2 separate regions of the Anas platyrhynchos genome follow, and region 2 is linked to region 1. The links are chromatin contacts, called in public Hi-C maps. All regions are on one chromosome and are shown on one strand. The core of a region is the stretch at or near the end of the contact, and the rest is flanking DNA. Distances in the headings are between cores, read along the strand shown. Region 1 overlaps FBRSL1 (fibrosin like 1). Region 2 holds the start of FBRSL1 (fibrosin like 1).

Region 1 (7,954 bases), core at 3,843-6,342:
ATACCCCTAAACACGGCTTCTTCAAATGACTCGAAGTGGATGTTCACCCGTAATTGTGTTTTTTGGGTCTTTCCACGGGAAAGAAATGTTTCATCCCCAACTTACGTAAAAATCCCCTCTATTTACACAATCATACGAGGAAGATGGGTGGTTTCTTGATTGCACTGCTTGAGTAGGGTACAAAAGATATGGTCATCTGTAGACGCATATGTGACCTTTGGCAAGCTATCGAAGATACTTCCTCCTCACCACTTCATGTCTAAAAATGGGCATGGTAGCTTCCTCTTGCACACACCAGTTCTAAGAACGACGTTTTATGACCATTATATACTCTGGTATTGATGAGAGGCTCGGATGGCATATGATGGAAACCCAGTCTAACTTTTCATGTGCTTGTAGCAGGAATTGGACTTGCAGAGACTCAGAGCTAACACACAGCTATTAAATCTGCATCTCGGACTGAAAAAATATAGATGCCCTTGATTGTGAGTCAAGGGTACAAATGACAGTCTCTGGGCCCAGTCAAAATGTTCTAAAATGGATCATGGAAAAGCAAAGGTCTTGAGAGCATCTTGCTGTGCATGTTTGTGTGGGGATTTCGGGCTGGTCTGCTCTGAGTAACTCAGTGCTGGAACAGCGCTGCGTAGCAAAGGAGAGTCGGTGACTTCACACCTGTGTAAGCGGGCTGCATTCAGCCGGCAAGAGGAGTAAGGGTTTGTGTCTGTAGTTGAAACATATCTCATATCTCTGGACGATGAATCCCCCCGATACAGTCCTTGGTTCTTTATTTTTCTGGCTGCAGGGGATTAGGTCAGCCAGCCTGACTCGGTGAGCGGCAGTGTTGGGAAGGGAAGCGCAGCCCCGCACAGATGAGCGTGCTGGCACAAGGCTCGTGGGGAAGCAGAGCACAGCTCTGCAGCTCAGTTCTTGAACTGCGTGGCTGCCCACCTGGCCTCCATACCTGCTGCCTTCTCCTCACCGGGAGCATTGCTTCTCCTCGCAGGCTGCCCCGCTGGCTTCAGCGAGTGTTTGTCAGCCTGGCAATGTGAGGCAGCTTGCAGCCAGAGGAGTTATTTTTCCAGTTTACATTACTGGAGGGTCTGGCCTCCATTTGTCCTTTAGCTCTGCCTTCTCGTGTTCTGCCAGTGATGTCAGGGCCGTGAAATGCAGAATGTTTCCCACCGTGCGTTTGGTGGTTTCTGCCTGTAGCTCTCCGTGGGGCTGGGGGCTGTGTGTTCGATTGCTGGCCCTTTAAAATGTTTGGCTCTTCCAATTGTTTGAATTTTTTATACATATTAGGTTTCTGCATAAATGACCATGTACAACTTCTACAAAGCATAAAAGAGGAGAGGTTAAATTGAAAATGAAGTATATTGGAATTCAGAGCACAAAGATAAATACCTATTTAAGTTGAGGTTTAAATGAATAGTTCCTGTGGATATGTACTAGTGGGTTCAGAGGGTAATTTTTTTTAACCTTAATGTATTCCATTCTAGCTGTGCAGATCTAATTAGCTTTAGCAGTACTGAAAGGACTGTGGCTCTAGCAGTTGTGTAGGCAAACTGCAGAAGGCAGAAGGAAACCAGATTCAGTGTTGTTCTGCTCTTTTTCCCCATTTGTCATTAAGCTTCATTCATCTACGTCCTGCCAGCTTGCTGATGTTTTCCTTCACTGGCCTGACAAGCGAGGCTGTTCTGTGTGCTTTGTAAAGCTGGGATGGCAGCGCAAAGGGTGGCTTTCCAAACCCAAATATGCTACGAGGAACTAAAGCTTGGATATGTCTGGTTTTTGTTTGTTTTGTTTTGTTTTCTTTGACCTCTACCAAGCTGCTGGTTCTTTGTGCATGAAGAAAATAAGTGATAGCTAGACTCGTTTTTTTTTTATTTTTATTTTGTATGCACCTACAAAGGATGTGACGGTCTCTTTTTGTTCTTATGCAACTTGACACATCCAATTTCATTTATCACAGAAGTCAGAGACTTTGCATAGATCCATTTGTGCTCTTCACAAAGGCCCCGCTTAGAAGATGCGTCCTCTAGAAAGGAAATTTTTCAAGACCCAGGCTGCTAGATACTTTTCCAGTGAAGCACACCTTGTGAATATTCTCAAAGGAAGACAGATTTTTCACGTTAAAGCGGTGCCAAAGACCACTGTATGGCATAAGGATCTATTGATTACGATTTCTACTTTATTCTGATGTTAATCGTAACCATTTGCAAGTCAGCACAATTAAGTAGCTTTAACAGAAGTGGAAATCAGGCCCATTGCTTCTGAGCATTTCAGTGTCTTCATTTTTAAGCAGTGCTAAGCTGCGTCTAAAAGATAAAACAAAGAGTAATTTAGGTTTTGATATAGAGATGAGCAAGAGAAGTTGTGTGTGGTGGTTGTTCAGAGTTGTCAAATCTAATGTTCAGAATTGCAATATTGCCCTGAAAATAGATGATGCTTCAATATTAAATTTTAAAAGCATTGTATTTGCCCTTTAGGTAAGTAACTTTCAGCTCCTGCAGTTACACGGGCTGTTTAAAAATGCTTTTTCAAAGGAAGAAAATTTAGATTTTTCATCACATGACTCCAGGGGGTTGGATTTGAGAAAAATCTTTTAAATATCAGAAGACTGCCAACTCTCTTGAGTTAATGAATGTGTTCTCCCATCACAATAGTTGTGCTTCATTTTGCATTATAATGTTGTCTAACAGCAAGTGGCACTTCTGATTCTTTTGTAATTTTCAAGCAAAATGCTGTTTGCAAAATAAACATGCTGAGAGTTTCCTAAAGCTAATGTCATCAGCCAGAGCGAGCTGCATAGCTAGGTCGTGTTGGGTGGAACAGAGATGGGTACGTTCTCGTAATAGTTGCTGCGCAGATGTGAGCCCCAAATTGTTTTCCTTCTTCCTTAAGCTCGAGCAGGCTGCAGCTGCGCTGTGCCAATTCACTGCTGTGGAGCTAAACCTCTTCCTACTTCTGCTGCTTTTCTGCACGGCTGACAGGAAGACAGCACAGACCTGCTGCACCGCCACTGCCAGAGCTTTGGTGGCACGGCTGCAGGGCTGCCGCCAGCTCAGGATGGATCACGTTGAATGGAAGTGAACATTTCGCCTTGGTGCCAGCCCTCCTTAGACACAGGCACACGCGGGGCTTGCTTGAGTCCTGTGCTGTGATCACTGTAATGCATTAAGTGGGGACCAGTAGAAGCCAGAAATTCACGTAGCTGTAGTAGTGAAGCTTGTATTAGCGATGGAACGGCTTAACTGGGATGTGATTACAGTTTTAGGCCAAGATTGAGTTTCTTGTTCAGAGAAACGTTCAAAATTCCAGGGGAAGTACCATTAATGAGCGTGCTTGCTCTCACCTCACACATGCTGTGAAGTTTACCTGTGTAGTGTCGGTGAAATAGTTTGTGTTAGAAAAAAGCACGGAGCTTGAGGCAGCGCACAGTTGTTTGTAATGATCAACTAGCTACAAAATGTAACTTGTGTTACTGATTTTCTAGTCTTCTGCAGAAAAATTTAGAATTATTTTTGCATTATTACGGATGGGAAAACTGGAGGTGGGCTCATGATGAACACCCATTACCTGTGGGCATCTAGCAAGCCAAGGGGAGGGTTAGCAGCAGAGCCAGGCCTCCTATATTCTGTTACCCTAACTGATGGGCTGCGTTTCCTCACTATTACTGAAGCCTGCAGTACAATTTGGAGATAACTTTCAAGAGGGAAACCGCGGGAGAGCAGTCAGCCACATAGCGGTGTTTGAGTTTGTTCCTCCACATTGGGGATAACTGCTGGTAGTTAGATAGCACAGTAGGAAAACTGCGGGTAAACGTTGATTCATGTTTTTAAGGGTATCTGCTGTGTGAGCGGGGGAGGTACTGAAGTTGTCTCTGTGCGTGTGTGTAGGAGGGATATTAAAGATCCAAGTTGTCAGGGTGTAAATTCATGCCAGAATTAAGGAAAGAGAACACCCAAAGTGGAGGCTCGCGTTCTGGTTACATTCCCGTGGTGCGTCGGTGAGACAACGAAGATGATGCAAACCTAATGCTGAGGTTGTGTGATGCAGAGGAACTAGAAAGGAAACCACAAAACCCTGCTCTCGTTGCAAATGAGAGCAGTAGTGGCAGCAAAGATTCATATCTTTTGAGAGAGCTTCAGTCACAGGTAGCATAGGAGGAGTCCTGTCTGCAGGTCGGGATGCTGGACGCAGCGTGATGTTGGTAAAGTTTTATCTCAGTCTCACAATGAGCTGAATTGAAATTGCATGTAAGCTGCTGAACTTTCTTGGAACAGAAGCTGTAGAAAGAAAAGGGAACTGCTACGTAAAATAGCCCAAGCACAAAACTGGTAGCTGTCAGTAAACCCTGGCAGAACAGCGCTTGAGTTTTCGTCTTCTGCTGTTTTTGTGGGGCACATCACCAGCACATCCCGCCTGGAAAGAGCAAACGGCCCAGGCAGTCGTGTACGCGCTGTCTGCCACTGGCATGCAATTGCTTCATAATATCTTTTGGTGACTTAACTAAATATTTATGGCACGAACCACAAGCCATCCAAGCCAGTCAGGCCCTGTCTGGAAGAGCTGAAAATACAACAACATGAGTAAGTGCCATTTGAGAGTATCAAAGAGCTATAATAATGTGGATAGCATTACATTAGAAAACCAAGGTGGGAGGATTACATGAAAGCAAAACACACAGACAGGCCCCAAGGGGAGACCATCTACCACAAAGGATAATTTCCTACGGGATTCAGACCCAAGAGCACATTCCTCTGAGGCTGCTTTAAAGCATCCAGGCAAGACATCTAAAGAGAGAAAAATTCATAATTCTTTTTCTAAGCAACTGTGAGTAGCTGGAGCAGATGCAGCGGTGCCTGGTCTACAGCTCTATCCTTTCGTCTGGACTCCTACATATTTTTCTTCCCTGTGATCTCTTTCTCAACCTAAAAAGCCTTTTTTTTTTCTTTTTTTTTCCTCCCAGGAGAGAAAAGGGGAAATGTCTTTTATCTGTGTTTTGGTTTTGCTATATAGGCAACGCTGCAGTCAGATCCAGGGTGTTCCCTGGGAATTGCTTTGACTTTGCAGGACAGCACGGCGGTTTTATCGCGGCTTTCGCCACAGGACTGGAAGGCTTTTCAAAGGGCGATTGCTGCTTCATTCTGGTGGTTGACAGACCCGAATTCAGCAGCTGTTTTTTTTGTTTTGGTTTGTTTTTTTTTGCCAAGTTCACTGTCTTGAGTAGGTGCTGGTTACAGCCCTTTCCCCCAGACATCCGTGTGGTACCTGAATCCCACACAAAGCCATGCATGTGCCTGGACACGCAGCGCAGGAGCACACGAGCACGAAGGATGCGCGTACCTACAGCATGGGACACGGCAGCCTCAGGCTCCTTGCAAAGCTCGTGCACTTCTTTACCCTTTGGTGTTGGTGTAGATGGCTGTGAGGGGAACACCAGCTGGATTTTCTCCATTTTTCCCCCTAGTCGATGGTGCAGGTGAAGCTCAGCGGTGCCTGCAGCGGCAGCACCTTGCTGGGCAGGAGTGGGAGGAGGGCAGGCAGGCAGGCAGGCAGCACGGGCTTCAGCAGCAGACAGTGGGACGTGTGTGCATGGCTTTCTGTACAGACAGAAGCTGTAGCGCGGTTTGTCATTTCAGCTTTGTGCCTTTGGGAACATAAAGACCTTTATTATAGAAAACGTGCGGTGGAGGGAGTAACAGCACTTCAAAATTAAAAAAAAAAAAAAAAGTCCAGTCCGTCTGTGTGACAGTAAAATATTCAGAGAAATGTGTGCTCATTATGCAGGAGGCATCCCGAAACAAGGCATTGGCACCTTTATAATACAGAAACCGAAGCAAGATGTTTGGAGAAGACAGATAGACAGCTGGTTTGTGCCCAACCCGTGGATGTACGCAATCCATCACTGCCAGGCCTGAGAACAAGCGGGAGCTCGCAGGCGCTGCCTTCCTGGCACCGCATCTGCTCGGCAGAAGCGCGGCGGTGGCAGCGAGAGCAAGCGGCAGCCCCCTCCTGCCCCTGCCCTCGCTGGGGAGAGCAGCCAGAGGCTTTGGGATGCAGGAGGCACAAGTCCGGTGTGGTTTTGCTGGCCATCAGCTGGCTCCAGCACGCAGGATGGCTGCTTGGAGAACCAGCCCGTGCTTTTAGGGCAAAGAGGAGGCCGGAAGGTTGGGCTGGGGGCAGGTCTGCCCAAAGCCGTCTCACCGTCCTTGCACAGTTTGTTTGCTACTCTGTGGTGGTGTTTTTTAATTCCAGAAGCCTCTATCGTGATACAAACTCTTCTTGGCAGTACTGGCAATATTGACAGGTCCTGCTGCCCCTGTGTAGTGACACAGAGCAGTTTGCGGGTGGGGGGCACACAGCCAAGAGCTATCTACATAAAAACACCCAGCTTTCTCAGTCAGTCTTGGGGCCAGCTTGCTCCTCGTTCCCTCATTTTTCCAAATTACAAAATTCAGACATAGCCACCAGGCTTTCTTGCAGCTTAGTTGAAGGCCATAGCTGAAAACTGGTAGTTCAGTATTCAGAGCCACGTGCTGCATGGGTGCAACGAAAAGGGTGCTTCTGGGGGTTTTCGGGTGGTTTTGGTTATCGTAAGGGCCTGATGCAGTCCATAGCACCATGATTCAGAGCATGCTGAAGGCAGTGGAAAGGTGCCTGTTGACTTCAGCAGACTTGAGATCAGGCCAAGCATCAGTTCACTGCAGATTTTATGTATTTTTCTTAAAATCGTAGCTATGGCAATGTATGCTCAGGCCTGCTAGTGATTAACAGCCAACGGGGAAATATCCCCTTTTCCCAATTTCTTTACTGATTTAAAAGCTGGTGCTGATCTGGGGCTTTAAAAACAGGACTGGTTGTGTGGTGCTAACTTCAAGTGTCTGGTATTGGAAGTTACAGCTTTTGTAAAACGTTAGCAAAGATGTTAAAAAAAATGCTGCAATTAAAAATCCCATTACAAGCCCTAAAGGCAAAATAGAGATCCATAGTAAGGCCCTAATTCCACCCTTCTGGCTTTTGGGCCCAAACTTCAGCACCGTACGTGTACAGCTCCCCTCGCTGATGGGCACAGGGTGAATACTGCCCCCCCCTTACAACACGTAAATGTTGTAAAATGCCTGGGGAGTTACCAGGTAAACTGGCTGAGCTGTGTTGACTTCAGCATGACTGTTGAAGTATTTGGGCTATTTTTTCAGAAGCAAGAGTCTCTGGGCTTTGGGGTTTGATTTGTCCCATAACCCCCCTCCCTGACGTGCTGCTACACAAGTGCTGTGCACCCCCAGTGAGCATCAGTGATTTTCTTCCATTTCATTTAAGCATGTTTATGACAGCCTCTCCTGGTTTGGGAAGATGTTTGGTAATATCACACATTCTGGTAAAACTTGACACAAACAAGCGATTCTGCAAGAAGTCCTGCTCAAAAGACACGGTAAAAAAATAGAAAGCCCATGGTACAGTGTCTCTTCCTTTGACAGTAATTGTTTTGCTCTTTGTATTATCTTACACAATGTGACCACACCACCCGCTGCTGTGACTTCTGAAAAAACAAAACTGTTCATCCACGAGCCGGGAGGAACCAGAAGGATTCTAAATTATACAATTTGTAGAGGAAATGACTTGTTCGGCTGAGCTACGTACTACCCAGTGAGCTGCTCCTAGCCTGCGGCGTGACCTCGAATAACCTCCGGGAAATTTCTGGTACCAACACGTGGCCTCCAGGCTGCGGGGAGAAGCCCGCATGGCAGGTGTGGGGAGTACGAGGTCATGCTGGTGGGCTCAGCTGAGTTGTTGGGCTCCAGGATGGAGCCCAGGTAGGCACAGGCACGGGATTTTCAGCAGGAAGCATAGGGACAGGCCTCCTGCTGTCTTTACTGCCCTCAAAGGCTGCCCGGCCAGCAGCTACCTGGTGCTGACAGCCTAAAAGCCACATCCCAGCTTTCTGCAAATGGGG
Region 2 (7,954 bases), core at 2,666-5,165, 160 kb before region 1:
CTGGGGGCTCCCACAGATAAATATTGATAACTGTAGTGCTATCAATGCACTTCTTGTTTTTACCTCCTATTGCAGAATTTGTGTAGTTAATTGGAAAAAATATATATTCATAATTTTCCCAGAAAGTGCACCTTCAGTTTGCATTCAGAGGGGCATTAAACTCCTGAATGAAAACAGAAAGGTGGGACAAGAATCTTGATGACCCTTGCTGACAGAAATAAAGAAAGGAACTTTACAGACAATTTCCACTGTCCTTGTTGGTCAGCAAATTTAGAAGCGAATGAAATAATGAGAACCAGAAATGCATATTAACGATGGAGGACCTAAAGCACAACAGGACTGAAATGAGTGCTACCAAGAGAAACTGCTGTAAATTCCCCGGTTTCTCTCTTTTAAGGACTTACCATTATAATTCACTTATAAGCAATATAGGAATTACCTTGTGAGTTAAGAGATGTAAGAATAAACGTAAGAAATAGCTCAGTGTAAATGTTCTTTTCTAGAAAGTGACTCTTAAAATATTGGTAAAGCAAATACAGTTGTTAAGCTCAATCCATTGTTTAACTGGGTGTATCTAAACTCCAGATCTTTCATTAACAACCATCTCGCAGAACTTGGTTATAGCTTTAAAATACCACGTATATGAAATATTATAGCACTGTCCTTTAAAGAAACAGGAGGAGAGAAAATGCTCCACTGGAAATCCACAGTCCAGCGAAACCCAAGGCAGATAACTGTCTGACTCCCCACTAGCCTGTAATTACCAAAGCAAGTGGTTAGACGTAGCTATCTCCCTTGTTTAATTGGCACGCAAAAGATTATAGGATTTTATTAGGACACAAATGACACCAATACAAGTGTGATTGAGGCACACAATGCCTGAATGACTATTTGCATTAAGAGGCTTTGTACTACACATGGGATTTCTACCTTTGGTTTTAAATTGCTTAAATTTAAATGACATTTCTATGCTACATTTTAAAAGGGTGATATTTATTTTAGCTATTGTTTAAGTAAGGTATGGCAAAGCTGTTGCCAGACATGAGAAATCCTTCTAAAAGAGCCTGTCAGGCCCAGGTGGAAGGAGGCTAATTTTCAGCTGCTCTGTTATTGCAATTAGATGAGGAATCTGAGGAAAGCAAGGAAAGGTAGGCATTACAGTCCCCATATAAAGCCTTTCATGGGTTAGATTCCAGCTACCTACTGGTTCCTGTTGCACCAGGGCTAGGGCATGGGTCTGAGGAAGCGATCATCCTTGGCGATGATTGAATGGGAACACAGGTGGCAGGAGACTTTCCTGGCTCCCCTTGCTTCCACAGCGCTCCCACTAACGCTGGATCTCCTTCATAGATTTTTTCCCTGCTTATTTATGAAGCTCAGTGGACTTCTTTAGGTTTTATTTCACAACATCTTTCTACTCCTCTTGCATTCAGAACTCGAGGTTACCCCCCAGGGAAGGGGAAAGCAGCTGAACAGGTGAGGAATGGAGCCAACTTAGTCAAATGGAGCAAAGCCAGCCAAACACAAGGAAGGGAGTACCCAGGAGTGATGCTAACGTGTGGTAATATCTAACCGTATGCAATAAAAAACGATAACGGGAGGATTAAATCCTGCTACTATTGCAGTGCATGGTACAGCTGCTGCACTGTGTGGGGGCCTGGGTCCACAGACGCCTCGCTCCGCTCTGTCCCTGGGGCTGGGCCACACACAGCCGCTGTGGGGCCACCAGCTCGGGCCCCTTCCAGGATGGCCTGGGGACAGAGCCCTGGCCAAGGCCTGGGGGTGACCCCAGAGCGAGGAGAGGGCCTGGAAGAGCTGGGAAACAAGGAGGGAACTGCGGCCTCCTCCTGCACCACAGAGCTCAGGTGAAGCCTCGGCAAGGCGGATGGATGCAGAGCAGGGGGTACTGAAGGGGGAAGGGTCTCCTCTCTCCCTGTCTGTGCCCTGGCCTTTGTGCCCAGCTCCCCTGCACCCTCCTCATCATCTTGTCCCCCAGCTTGTTTGCTGGCTCAGCCCTCGGCTTGTCCATCACCCCCAACTTGTTCCTCATCCCTCCGTTCATCATTCCCATAACTCATCCCTCAGCTTGTTCCTCATCCTTTTCATCTTGTTCCCCCAACAACCCCCAGGTTGTTCCTCAGCCCATCACACAACCCCCAACACATCCCTCAGCTTCCCGCTGGCCCTGCACCTCCCAACTCATCCCTCAGGTTGTTCCTCACCCCTCTCTTCATCCTGTACCCCCCAACTCATCGCTCAGCTGGTTTTTGCCCCCCAACACCCCTCAGGTTGTCCCTCACCCCTCTGTTCACCTCATACCCCCACCTCATCTCGCAGGCTGTTTTGATCCCCTGACTTCCCTCAGGTTGCTCCTCAGCCCATCGCGGGACCCCCAACTCACCCCTCAGCTTTCCCCCGGCACTTCACCTCCCAGCTCACCCCTCAGCTTGTTCCCCATCCCTCTCCTCATCTCCTACCCCCCAACTCATCCCCCAGCTCGCTCCCCGTCCCTCTGTTCATCTCACGTCCCCTACCTCATTCCTCAGCCCCTCACGCGACCCCCAACCCACCCCTCAGCTCCCCCTGCCCCTTCACCTCCCACCCCATTCCTCAGCCCCCGCCTCATCTTCCAAGCCCCCTCTCTCCCCTCGGCTCCTCCTTTTGCCCCTCGCCCTCCCCTCGCCCCCAGCAGCTCCCCCGGCCGCGCCGCCCTCCATTTCCCCAGCGGGGCAGGGAGGAAGGGAGGCGAGACGGGGACCCGCGGCCGGGCCGGGGGGGGGGAAAACTTTTCGGGGCGGCGAGGGCGGGCCTCGGCTCCCCCGGGCTGAGGCGAGGCGAGGGGCGGGCGGCAGCAGCAGGAGGAGGAGGAGGAGGAGGAGGAGGAAGGGGGGGGGCCGGGGGCACGGCCGGGCCTGCGCCGGGGAATGACGCGCAGCTGGCAGCCCTGCTCATGCGCGGCCGGCCGGGCGGTGCTAGCGCCGCGTCCCAGCTCGGGGAGAATGGGGCGGCATCCGGGCAGCGCCGACTGAGCGCCTTCGGGGGGCCGGGGCCGCGCCGCGGGCGGCCGGGCTGGGGCCGGGGCGGGCGAGCGAGCGAGCGCCAGCCGGCAGCGGGCGGCGGCGGCGGCGTTGGGGGCGCCGCGCCCGAGGGGGGCTGCGAGCCGGCGGCGGCGCCCGGCGAGGAGGGGTCGGCGGCGGCGGCGGCGGCAGCGGGGGCTGCCCGGGGATTGTCTGGCTCGCTCCGCGGCAAGAAAGTTGGGCGGCGAGCGCGGCGGCCCCCGGCCGAGCAGCGAGGGGGGCCCCGGAGCGGTGCTGCCCACCCACCCCCCCGAGGGAAGGGGGCGCCGCGGCTGGATTTATCCCGAGCTGGGTCGAGCCTCCTGGATCTGCCTCTCCGCTTCCTCGCCGAGTGAACCCGAGGTGTCCTCGTCCTGATCCAGAAATACCCCCCCCGCCGCCGCCACCTCCTCTCTTTTCTCCCCTCCTCTTCCCGTCTACTGCTTTTTTTTTTTTTTTTTTTTTTTTTTTTTGGGGGGGGTGGGGGGGGCGGGGGGTGGAAATTTGTCAAGGTCATTCCGTGGATTTAATATTTTTTTTTGTGTGTGTGTGCCGCGAGCCCCACCGCCACCCAGCCTTGCTCTGTGGATTATCATCGCCCTGGATCCGAGGGTCTGAACAGCAGGATTTTTTGTTGTTGTTGTTGTTGATTATTTTTTTTTAATTATTATTATTATTATTATTATTATTTTTTGAGGGCTCCGGGGTTTGGAGAGGGGAAGCGGTGAGTTGGAGGGGGGCGACTTTTCTCCACCCCCCGCGCCCCCCCCGCCCCCATCCTCCCCCCCCACCCCCGGCCTTATTTTTATTTTTTAATCCCCCCCGCTCCTCCCCCCCCCACTCCCCCCCCACCCCGTTCCCCTATATTATTATTATTTTTTTTTCATCCTTTCATTTTTGATTTGCTTCTTCTCCGGCGATGGATGGCAAAATCCGGCAGAGCCGGAGGTCGCGGTCGCAGCGGGACCGCGTGCGGCGGCGGGAGGCGGCGGCCCGCGACCCCCGCAACCAGAGCCCCTCGTCGGGCTCCGAGAAGGAGCCGAGCCCCGGCAAGGAGAACGGCGGCGGCCAGAACTGCACCGCCCCGCGGGGCCCGCCGCCCGCCGCCCGCACCGCGCGGCCCCCGCGCCGCCGCCGCCGCGAGTCCAGCTCCCAGGAAGAGGACCTGATCGATGGCTTTGCCATAGCCAGCTTCAACACCCTGGAAGCCCTGGAGGTAGGAGCCGAAAGGGGACCGGGAAAAAAAAAAAAAAAAAACAAAAACACAACAACCAACCAACAAAAAAATATATATTTTTAAAAATGGGAAATGAATCGGGGTGCTTGCACGCTGCTGATTTTTTTGTAGATGCCAATTACTGCGCCTTCATCACGCTGTCAGCCCTGCAGGGATGCCGGGCAGCACCGCTCGCAACTTGCTGCAGGCTGGTGCCCCCCTGCCCCCCCTTACCCCGGGTCCCCCCTCCTGTCCTCCTCCTTCCTCCCCGGCCCCCCCCCGGCTCGCGGAGTTTGTGTTTGCGTTGCCAGAAGGTTACTTTATCTGTCTCCGGAGATTGTTAGCAAATGGCTAGTGTTTGACATTTTGTGGAAAAGAGATGTTTAAATGGATAATAATCCCTTGGTTGTAATTCCCATTTTTGAAGTAATTGAACAAATTCTTCATCTCTTGTTGACTGTACATATTTTTCTGGTGTTAATAGGCTGGCAAAAAATATTGCTTGTCTAACTTATTACAAACAATATTTGCTGAGCAAATACTGCCTGCCTTGTCTGAGCTAAGTTAAGCAGAGCAGGAAATTTAATATTTTCAGAGGGGCATTGACAAACAAAGACTTTGGCTTTTGGTTTTTGTTTTGTTTGTGTACGAGGGGAAGAAGTGAGCTGTCGAGAGGGAGGGCACCCAACAAGTCGCTCGGTAGGCACAGGAACTTGAGTTCCAAGTACGTATGAGCCACCCTGGTGCCTTTGCCCACTTTGACGTGCTGCGTTGAAAAAACGTGGGCAAAGTTTTGGGTTTGCTCTCTGCCGCAGATTTCCTCTCACTATTAGCCCACGTTACAGTAATGAAGGATTTTGTGGAGGTTGGTGAGTAAGTTCAAGTTTGCCCTGGGATCCCTAGCACCTTTCGCCCAGACCTTGGGATCCCCTTTGGCTCTCTGTCCTGCTCGGGAAGTCCTTGGTGCCTCGGCCATCAATTCCAGTGCTGGGATGGTGGAGTTGTGGCTTGGGGAGCCTGGCCCTCCTCCCTCGCCCACAAAAACACAAATTAGGCAGGCGGCGAGCAGCCTGTACGTGTACGTGCTGGAGTGGGAACGTGACCGGTGCTGGGCTGGTGACTGGTATTCTTTGGCCTCTCGCAGCGTCATTTGTGGGGTGTTGTCCTAGCAGGAAAGCCAGCTACTTTGTCTACACACAGCTGATAATGAGCAAGCGATCCGCTTATGTGTGCCTTTACACAAGTGCCATAGACCTGTCTGTGTTATTATTTTTTTTTCTTGGGCATGCTCTTAGTCAAATCTGCATCAGCAGATAGGTCCAATTAAAGCCCTGAGTCTCTGCCGAGCTGTCAGTGAAGAAAGTAAAATTCATCTTCTTGCAGAAATTTTCTACCATGATGAGCACATTATCAGGAAATAGAATTCAAATGATAGCACAGTCCCTCCAGGGCTGCAGGGGAAACTCAGTGCTTTTCAAATGGGATATGCCTTGTTATCAAACCAACCAAACCGTAACCTTGATAATAGGGCACGTGAGGGTAGAAGGTGACCTTAAACTTCTGCCACCCCAAAGGACATCTGGCTGGGGAAGCACTTCTGTTTTTTTTTCCTTAAAAAAAAAAAAGTACATATAAATCTTTATGAACTGTGCCCTCTGGAATTCTTACACTAGCACCTGAAATTAATTGATTCCTTCTGTATTTACCTGCGTGCAAGAGGATACGTGTGCCTGAGCATCTCGGGGTAGCAGCTGGCCCATCAGAAGGAGCAGCGCGAGCAGCGCTCCCCGCTTTCCTGCAGGTCCTGACCCAGGAGGTATCTGGCATTTGAGGCGCTCCGGGAGCCCTAATGATCTCGTGTATTCCATAAGTTGCAGCAACAGGAAAGAGGAGAAAATGCTCTGCATTGTGTGAGCTTTCCTTCGAGAAGTGCAGCACCGCCTTTGACAATGGGCGACGTCTGGCAGATTTGGTGTAGCAGCAAGCGAAGGGGATTATCGAGACAAAACTACTTTAAAGCAGCATATGCCCATGTAAATGACTGAAACTGCAAGGTCATTTTGCGTGGTGTGGAGCTGTGCTCTCTAGTGTACTTGACTGCAACAGGTGGTTTTCTTCTGGGTTGGAGGAGATTTGCATTTCAGTCAGTGTGTGTATATATAATTTTTTTTATTTTTTATTTTTTTTTAAGAGGACTTAAAATCTGCTGCAATGATGTTTAGGAAATAAATAAGAATTGAAATCCTCCATGTCTCCATCACAGCACACGAAGGGGGAGAAAGGATAAAAGTGAGTGCCCAGCCTAGGAACTGTACTGAACTGAGAAAGTCTGCTTTATTTAATTTATAATCCTAAAAGGAGCTTTTGTTGCATATGTGGTAGTTCGTTGTGATCCTTTCTTCTGTTCTTCTTCTGGGTTTGTTTTTCATTAGATGTTACAGTGATCTGCGATAAAGCTTAATAGGCTAGCTAGGTTTTGGGTTTCCCCCTGGAAATTAAATTTCTCAATGGTTAGGCAGAACTTCGACAGAAATGTTTGGAAGAGGCAAGGGTTTTTCTGTTTGTTTTTCTCTTTATCTCAAAATACTGTGAATTCCCCTTCCCCACTTCAGAAAATTCTCACCGCTGGTGTTCCTGTAAATAATGGGTGCTTTATGTATGCCTCCCGCGTGTTGACCTGGTGATGCGAGCAGTTAAGGTTAATGCTGAGGGGTGGCTTTATGAAGTCTCTTCTAGCTCCTTCGTGTGAATTTTGGATTTTTTTATTTAACTAGCAAGGCAGTGTTTTCCTGGCAGTTGTCATCTGAAAACATCGCATCTTGCTTCTGTGGTAATAGTTTGTGATTCGACTTGCAGCTCCCCTATTCACGTAAAGACAGATTTGATTATACATATATATTTTAAGGAAAAAACCCGAAAGCCCACGGATGCAGCAGCAGCCTCTTTCTGCGCGTATGAAATTAAAACTTCCCCTTTCCCTTCCTTCCCCTGAATCTTCTCAAATAAATCCGTTGCCGTGCAGCTGGTGGGTGTGCAGGGCATTTTGTTTTCCACCCGGCCACGACTTTGAGGCTGAAAACCTGGGACCCGAGTTGGCCATGACCACCGGCACGGGCGGCCTGGACACGGCAGGTGCTGCCCAGGAGATGGGTCCTGAGCCGTGGCGAGGAACGGGGGATTTCTGGCCGCCTCCCGAAATGAATGGCACGTATGTGAGCATGTGTGTGTATTCATTACGTTCAGATGAAGCTGCTAATTATTCTTGAAGGTGATTGGTGAATCAGAGTGAGAGAAGCTAAATGAGTGAGTCGGTAGTTGAGGGCTCTCTCTGATCATCGCTGTTCCTTTCAAGTACAAAAAACAGCCCTAAAAGGGAACTTCATCAGAATGTTAATGAATGCGATCTTTGAGAGCAATTGTTCTCCCAAAGTAGTTGTAAAGACAAGGGGTTGTGTTTTCTTTTTGGCTTTTGTTTATCAATTTTACAGATTCCAGCAAAGCTTTGGAACACTCTGTGGAAATTTTAACTTTCGTGGTGTGTACGTAAGGGTTGTGGTTTCTCTTTTCTCTTTTTTTTTTTCCCCCTTTAAGGAATGTTTAACCTATTTATAGCATCTCCTGGAGAATCCACTTGCAAACACGCGTTGAGCGGCGCGGTGGTAGGTCCCCTGGCCAAAAAGCC

The links. A called contact is a pair of places that touch in the nucleus more often than the background predicts.
Region 2: a contact with region 1 is called in a Hi-C map of liver, with 2.6 times the contacts expected there. The contact joins the promoter of FBRSL1 here to the enhancer-like site in region 1. A contact is called at or near these places in 3 of 8 Hi-C or Micro-C datasets (liver, skeletal muscle and subcutaneous adipose tissue).

Annotation. Positions count from the first base shown.
Region 1 is chr16:11,773,784-11,781,737 of IASCAAS_PekinDuck_T2T, reverse strand. The region is part of intron 2 of FBRSL1 (fibrosin like 1); the gene reads left to right. Among named protein-coding and RNA genes, the nearest start is that of FBRSL1, 160 kb to the left of the region's middle. Within about 2 kb of position 5,092, at least 4 of the 8 cell types and tissues checked have an H3K27ac peak or open chromatin away from gene starts, as enhancers often do.
Region 2 is chr16:11,934,209-11,942,162 of IASCAAS_PekinDuck_T2T, reverse strand. It overlaps FBRSL1 (fibrosin like 1), which reads left to right and starts at 3,915. Exons shown (of 20, transcript XM_072024428.1): 1 at 3,915-4,272. The coding sequence starts at 3,976. It overlaps LOC139998817 (a long non-coding RNA gene), which reads right to left and starts at 2,984. Exons shown (of 2, transcript XR_011803797.1): 1 at 1,205-2,984.